2 separate regions of the Zea mays genome follow, and region 1 is linked to region 2. A link is a contact called in public Hi-C data. All regions are on one chromosome and are shown on one strand. The core of a region is the stretch at or near the end of the contact, and the rest is flanking DNA. Distances in the headings are between cores, read along the strand shown.

The links. Hi-C and Micro-C count contacts between places; a contact is called where the count stands out from the background.
Region 1: a Hi-C map of leaf mesophyll shows a contact between it and region 2, with 6 times the contacts expected there. The contact joins two enhancer-like sites. A contact is called at or near these places in 9 of 25 Hi-C or Micro-C datasets (bundle sheath, ear, endosperm and 3 more) and 1 of 3 datasets of contacts at active chromatin or transcription factors (leaf).

The regions. Positions count from the first base shown.
Region 1 is chr4:56,432,223-56,436,210 of Zm-B73-REFERENCE-NAM-5.0, forward strand. No RefSeq gene overlaps it. Among protein-coding and RNA genes, the nearest start is that of LOC103653272, 21 kb to the left of the region's middle. Within about 2 kb of position 2,644, at least 12 of the 20 cell types and tissues checked have an H3K27ac peak or open chromatin away from gene starts, as enhancers often do. A contact at or near this core is called in ear, leaf and leaf mesophyll, where this site is marked.
Region 2 is chr4:56,226,000-56,230,045 of Zm-B73-REFERENCE-NAM-5.0, forward strand. No RefSeq gene overlaps it. Among protein-coding and RNA genes, the nearest start is that of LOC103653268, 52 kb to the left of the region's middle. Within about 2 kb of position 1,537, at least 12 of the 20 cell types and tissues checked have an H3K27ac peak or open chromatin away from gene starts, as enhancers often do. A contact at or near this core is called in ear, leaf and leaf mesophyll, where this site is marked.

The DNA of each region.
Region 1 (3,988 bases), core at 1,394-3,893, 210 kb after region 2:
CTAGCATCGATTTGCGTATCTTACATACAAAAAGAATACGTACGCCAAATAAATAAACATACACCATTATAGGGGTAATCATTCACCATTACATACACATTCATACATCATACAATTATACTCATAAATACGTCTTAAAGCGTAAATACTTATTAATCATTATGACTTTTACCGCGATTCATTATTGGTGAAAATATGAGTCAGTGATTATGACACTAGTTTTATCTAGCATAATATAGATAAACATATATTAACAATATTTATGGAAAATTGCTAATTATTTCCATTATTACTAATAATAGACTTTTAAGTTTTACCCCTTTTATTTCTAAATAGAAATTATACGTATAGCTAAAAATTGTTTATTTATAATTCTTCTAACATTAACATTCTAAGAATTAATGTAAATTACTAATTGGACTTTTAATAACATAAACAAGAATTTTACTAATTCTAAGTAATTAAGTGCTATACTTATGAACACATTTATTCTGACTAGTAAAAATCTATTTTCAGCTAACCGAAAATATGTGGCCTAGTATTTTCTTCTACTTTCTTATATTAATGAAATTATACTTAAAACACTACTAACAATTATCGTTCATGTGCTAAAGCGAGATCAATCGTAATCGTCTCTAGTATAAAAATCACCAAGTTAGTGACTAGTGACATAATTTATTTTTGAAGTATAAATTCATACACCTATAAAATATTGTTGCGAGGCTTGTTTACGACTACACGTATACATCGGAGAGTAGCACATAAGGTTTTTGAATCACTTTTACAAACATTTGTAATGCAGAAAATACAGAAATAATTTTCGGAAATTCGGAGGGCCAAAACACAAAATTGTCATCTTTTACCTTGGGCTAGAGCTTGTGCACTAGGAGAACTCGACGAGTAGGGAGTAGGGCAGGGCGGTCTCGGCCGGGCAGGGGAGGTGTAGGGGCGCGAACGGTTCGGCCGGGGACGGGCGCGAACTGCGAGGTTCAAAATATAGTCACATTTTATAAAAAGTTTATATGCCAAAGTTGTAGAGTTATAAAACTAAGCAACTTTTATATTTAGGGATTTCCAAATTTTGTGGAGAAATTTGGAGTAAATTGCAAAAGTTCACCAGCACCTCAAGTTTTGAACCCTGAAAAACAATGCCATTTAACCAACTTTCGGCCCCTGTAGTTTCTAATCTATGAGGATTTTGAAGATAAGCATTATAGAAAGTGTGTAGAGCTATTATGGTAGTACAATCTTTATTAAGTCATTTGGCCCTGAAACTACATGGAACTTGGTGAAAACACCCTCAATGTATGTATGTTATTCATGGGGTGGTTCTAAACTTGGAATGCAGTGATATCCAACCAACTTTGGGGCTTTCTATGGCTAATCCAGTGAGCTATGGACCATGGTCACTATAATAAAGTTGAAGATCATATATTTGTGAATAAGTTTCTTACAGAGAGTTGGATTTGGTGTTATGCAAGATTGGGAGTAATACACTCTCAAAGTCTCCCTGTCAGACCAGTCGAGGGGACATTTAGGCTCATTCAGTTAACTGGACTAGTTTAGTCTTGGGCAGGTGTAGTGCACCATGCCGCCGGCATCCTTGTGTTGTGATTTGAGCTTGGCTTTGTGATTCGCGCATGACTAAGGATGGATTCTATGCAGAGGGTGAAAAGATCGTCGAGGGGGTGAACTTGGGCCCTAGTGCAGGATTGCTTGTGGCACCACTTGCCCTGCGTCACGGTTGTGTGATCGTTGTCGTTGATCCATCGGCCATCCCTGTTGTGCCACGCAGTAGTTCATTCAACACATTGCAGTAGTCGTGGCGTGCATCGAAGAGTACCCCTGGGTCATCGAGTTACCAAAACACCACAATGAGCGAGCTCCAGCGAATTATTTGGTCGCTCCGATAAGCCCAACCTCGTCAAAATTCTCTGTTACATACCTAGTGCACCCTCAGCCACTCCTCATACCCCGTATCTCGAGAGCTTCGGTTTACCCCAAAACCGATCACCAGCATCGTCGTGAGGTGCCTCTCTGTGTCTAGAGCTCCTTAGGTGAGCTTGACCCTCTCTGGTTCATGTTTTATCACCCCTATAGTCTCTGTTTTATTACTGACCTTGCCAATTGAACTATACCATTGTGTGTTGGCCGGAACACTATGTTGCCGTCCGTGAGCGCCGTCGTAGCCTGCCTTCATGTGCCTAGTTGCCTCTGTTCCCTTCTCGGCTCCCTCGTCCTATGTTCCCGTTGTTGCATGAGTTGCTGAAGTCTTCCCTACTTTTTGATTGAACGCTACTGCCCTACACCACTAGGAACGACCTCAACGGAGCTCCGGCTCTGCCATCACCATGGGCAGACTAGGTCCTAGGCCATAGTAGTCCAATTAACTAAGGGCATAGGGTTGCCTTGGCTCGAGGATAGTGTAAAGGTACGTGACTTCGCCGGGGATAGTCGTCGGAGGCGAGCCTAGCCAAGAGTTGGTCGGCACGCCGGCTGTGTGAGTCAGGGATCGGGTTTTGTAAAGAGAAAGAAGATGAGGGTTCTATTTGTAAATCATCAGTTACTCAAAAGAACAATGCTCGGGACTCTTTATCAGTTGTTTGAATCCGCAAGGTCCTCTGTATAAAATAACCAACACGGGCGTGGGCCTCCCGCACTGAGTGCGAGATCCATCGTGGGTGGGCCAATTCAGGCTTGATTCGGCCCAAAGCTATTCATTGTTTTTCTTTTGCTTTTACTTGATAACTTGCAAGTTTTATAAAAAATCGTATAAATATGCAAAAATGATGGGACCAAATTTGTTAGACTCCTAAAATCATATAGTTTCTGATAAAAATTCGTTTAGGATTTTTACTGCAAACAATGATTTACCTAGGATTAAAAAGTGCCTCTTCAAAGCTATTTAGAATTTTAGAAATAAAATATAGGCTCCAAAACTCATGAAAAGTTTTTGGTAGACTTAATATTTTTGTTCTAGCCTCTAAATAAAGGTTGAACTTGTTTGAAACTGTTTGACCAAAAAACAAAATACAACCCCAAAAGAATAACCCCTTTAATATGAAATTAGAATAGGATTTAGTTTTAAAAGCAACATTAAGAAAATTAAGCTTGCTACAACTTATTAGCTTGGGGATTAGTTTAGCTAGCCTTAGAAGATTATCTACCTAGAGAGTTCTTATGGTTGTTAAGCACTGTGAAGGAAACTGGTACTCAAATGTCTAAATAGTTTTCTTTTATATATAAGTTGCATCTTCATACCATGGCATAAGCATTCATAAATATTATTGTGTGTAGAACACAAAGGGGATTTTGTTTTAGAAGAAGTTGTCCCTCAAGCAGGAGATCCACCTGTGGACAATAATCTCTATTTTGACATATGTGGTGAAGGACTCGACACTCCCACAACTCAAGGCAAGCCCTAGTGCATTTACCCCTTTCCTTGTTTTTACAATTTTTATCACTTGTGAATGATGCATTAGGTGATAGGAGTTGTGTGACTAAACTATTGATGCATTACCTTCCTTGGTATATTGGAGATCATTCCTTGCTACCTGATTTACTTAAAAAGGTTTTTATTGATGCTTATCCCTGCTTAGATAATTAAAAGTCTTTGTTTTAAAAAGATGATATTTCACACGACATAATGGGACTTTTATGAAAAAAAAGAAGTTGTGGTGGTGAATCCATCATGGTCGTGACGGGTTCAACATCCTAAAAGAGTACCTCTTTCAGGTGCCAAGTTTTGGGTTATAAGCTTATAAGATGAGACCGGGCGAGTGACTTTCACGAGAAGGGAGTCTCGGTGTAATGTCTCCGTCTGAGTAATTTAAGGACCGAGTCGATGTAGGCTTAATGATCGAGGACCTTTTAACTGGCCACATACCTCATCATGGGTAAGCCTTATCTCAATCGAACTAATACCAGAATAGGTTTCTAGCACTGAGCGTGGGAGATGGTGAGAGTAGTGTGTACCCTCCATGGCAAG
Region 2 (4,046 bases), core at 287-2,786:
AGTAGTCGTCTTTTATCAAACCCTGAGTTTACTTGTCACTACGGTGTAGGGCAGTGACCAAGTCTTCATATCTGAGAAGTAACGACGATTCGGATCGATTAATACCCAGTTGGGGATCTCCAACCACACGACATATGTAGCACATATCCCTTGCATATGTCAACTCGCACCCGGGGTTTTCAACACTAGAACGGTTTCCCGCTACCCGAGAGCACATTTACACCACCGTCCAGTCTCTTGCCATAGAGGGTACACGCTACTCCCACCATCTCCGACGCCCAGTGCGGGGCGAGCTGTTCTGGTATTCGTCCATCCGAGGGAAAGCTTACCCATGATGAGGCATGTGGCCAGTTAAAAGGTCCTCAATCATCAAGCCTACATTGGCTCGGTCCTTAAACGACTTAGACGGAGACACTACACTGAGACTCTCTTCTCGTGCAAATCACCCGCTCAGTCTCACCTTATAACTTATAACCCAAAATGTGGTACCTGTTAGAGGTACTCTTTTCAGATGTTGGATACATAAAGGTCGTGATGGATCCACCATCATAAGTTTTTCTTTGTAAATACTCCCATTCTAGTGTGAAGCATCACCTTTTAAAACAAAACATTTTTATCTTCTAAGCAAGGCTAAGCATCATTAAAACTTGTTTGAATAAATCAGGTAACAAGAAATGATACTCAATTTCTCAAGGAAGGAAATGCATCAATATTTTATCACACAACTCCTATTACCTAATGCATCATTCAAAGGTGATAAAACTTTGAAATACGAGGAAAAGGTAAATGCACCTGGGCTTGCCTTGTGTTGTAGGAGTAGCTACTTCTTCACCACAGATGTCAAAGTAGAAATTGTTCTCCACGGGAGGGTTCTCCATCGGAGGGACAACTTCTTCTTCTACTATATAATCCTCTTCGTGGTCTACATGCAATAATATATATGGATTCTTATGTTATGCCATGAACATGCTAGTTTGTAAACAAAAAAATAGAAAACACCTTCTCGAATACAACTTCCCTTCATGGAGTTTATTAGCCATAAGAGCTTCTTAGCTAAATTATAGCAAGTTTACTTTTCCCAATTTCACTTGTAAAACTAATTCCTAATTTCATTTTGTATTAGAAGGGTTATTTATTTGGACTATAACTGGTTCTCTAGTCAAATAGTGTCCAAATAGGCTCAAACTTCAACCAAAGGTTAATACAAACATGTTAAGTTTACCCTCAAGTTTTCATGATTTTTGGGATTTCCAATATAACTCTAAAATTCTAATGGGATTTACATAAACACTTTTAAATGCTAGATAATTTAGTGTTTGTAATAAAAATCTTGAAACTATTTTTATAAAATAATATCTTATTTTATGAGACTAACAAAATTGGTCTCAGATTTTTACCATTTTTCTACAATTTGTACTAGATTTTGCAAGTTATCATCAAAAAGAAAAGAATAAAACGTAAACAAGACTGGGCTCAAACTAGCCTGAGCCAGCCCATGAACAGAGGAAAGCGCCCGCGCTAGCAAATTAGCGCAAAGACCCCTGGCCATTCAAATAACCAGGCATGAGCCCGCGTCACTATTCTACTAAGTCACTGACATTTTCACATAAGTCCTCTTTTCTAGTCTTCACAAACTCAGGTCCCCGACACATTCCGGTCGAACACCTAACTCCGATCGCGTGAACTCGTCACTGGCGACCCTTACCGACGGTAGCGAGCACATGGGCACCATTCTGGAGATTACCCGAGCACATCCTCAAGGCTAAATTGCTTGGTCTGACCCAAACTCGCGTCTGCCCGCGGCGATGGTGGAGCCAAAGCTCCGGCGAGCCTGTTCCGGGCAACCAAACTTGGTAGCATTTAAATTGGGGGTAGGGCGAGTATCACTGACTCACCAACGGTGCGGTACGTGCGCGAATTCGTATGGAGAAAGCACGGGAAGACCGGTCGACGTGAAGGGCGTCTTCGGTGTCGCTGTACTACGACGACGCGATGTTCTCGATGCTCTGCTGTAGCAGCGTTCAATCGACTGACACCATGAGCAACAAGAGAACCAAAAGAAGTTAGAACGAGGACCAAGGAGGTGGGAACTAACTGAAGATGGCTTGGCCACGACGAGGCGCACCACGGCGGCGCTGATGACCAGTTTTGGGGAAATCTGGTGAACTCGGGCTACGGTGAATGGGAGGGGCTGGTTGAGGGTTCAACAGACGCGTAATAGAGAGACAGAGTGAGGAGAACACTCAATTTAAAGGGCCTGATCGGATGCTTAGTGAATTTGGGATGAGATTGAACTCCATGGCGGCCGAGATTTTTCATAGAGGCTAAATTATCGTGGCGCGCACTGGAGTAACGACTCTAGGGGTAATTGCCTGCTTGCCACGACCTTTACTACGTGGTAGATGGGATGCTGCGTGGCATGACCGAAAGGAGTGGAGAGCTCTAGTGATAACATCTTGGCTGATCGCGCCGGCAAGTGGATATGGTGTTCGGGTCGTTTAGCGACCGAATTCACCCTCCCATAGTTCTTTTCACCCATCTGCAGTGTTATCCACTCTTCTTTGAGCACGAATCTCCTAGGCAAGCTCGATTTGCGGAGTGGAGATCATCGGCGGCAAGGTTCTCTGAACGTGGGATCTTCTCCAGTCCACAGTTTACCACTGAATCCCATTTCAGTTCATCTGACAGACCAAGTTTGGAAGCCTATTACTCCAAAATTCATACAGTATTGGGTTCAACTCATTGTAAGAGATATGTTCACTAATACAAGAGCTTCATCTTTTCTACAATGACCATGGGTCATGACTCACTGGATCAGTCACAAAAATGCCCCAAAGTTGGGTGCAAATCACTAAATTCCTATTTTTAGCAGAGCTTTTTGTCTCACAACCCTACTTTGGGGATGTTTTACTCCACGTTCCAAATGGTTTTAGGTCTAGGCCACATAATAAAATTAGTACTACTACAATATATCTACAACTTTTATATGGTGATTTCTCACAAAACCCTTATAGACTAAAAGCTACAAGGGCTTAAACTTGAATCAATGTCACTTTCTCTCAGTGTTCCAATTCTTGAGCACTTGTGCTCTTTTGCACTTAACTCCAAATTTTTCTACAACTCATGGAAATCTCCAAATACAAAAAATATTAGGCTCTCAAAACTCTACCGCTTTGGTATATACAATTTTTGCAAAAAAGTGGTTAAATTTGAAATCCCCTACAAGGCACTATTTAGGGTTTTGGACTCCAAATTAGGGCTTTGAGTGCACCCAAGTACTTTAAGTGCTTAACCTCTCCTATTCCTCACCCCTTAAGGCATAATCTCTATTTAGCAAAACTATTGTGTCACACATAAACCACATGTTCAACATGCTACTAACTTATGAAGTAACTTACTCCCCACTTGGTTCAAACAACTCCACTAAGTATACCCTATACTCAAACAAGTATCACATCACATGTTCTTTTGAAAGTTTAACCTAGTGAATGCATTCTAAGTGTATCACAAGCAATGAAATGCCAATGCATATGATGACATATCAGTGTTTTAGTTCTCGTAACACCAGGGGTGTTACACTAGCTTTCCTAATTAATCAGCCAAGGGTGTCTGTCGGAGAGGAATTCTCCGGCCGGGTGGCGGAACGCACCCGCCCTAAATCCTAAGATAAGGAGGGGCCTAAGTGTTTTGCTTGTTAGGTGGAAATAGGAAGAACACAAGAACACACAAGGATTTAGAGTGGTTCGGGCCGCCGGAGCGTAATACCCTACTCCACTTTGTGATGTATTGAGCTTGAGAGCTTGAGAGTAAGTGAGCTTGAGCCTAAGTTGGGTCTGCCTTGTAACGTCGTGTGCCCTCCCTTTTATAGCTCAAGGGGGGCACGTACAAGGGTGCTAGGCCCCGACATGCGGGCCTAGGGGCAAAACGAAGGGAATACATAGAGAAGTATCCAATGCCAGTGTCGCCTAGAAGATCTCCAAAAGCCATAATGTCCGTAGTGCACATAGTATTGATATCCCGCGCTGCTTCCTCGGTAACGCGCGAGT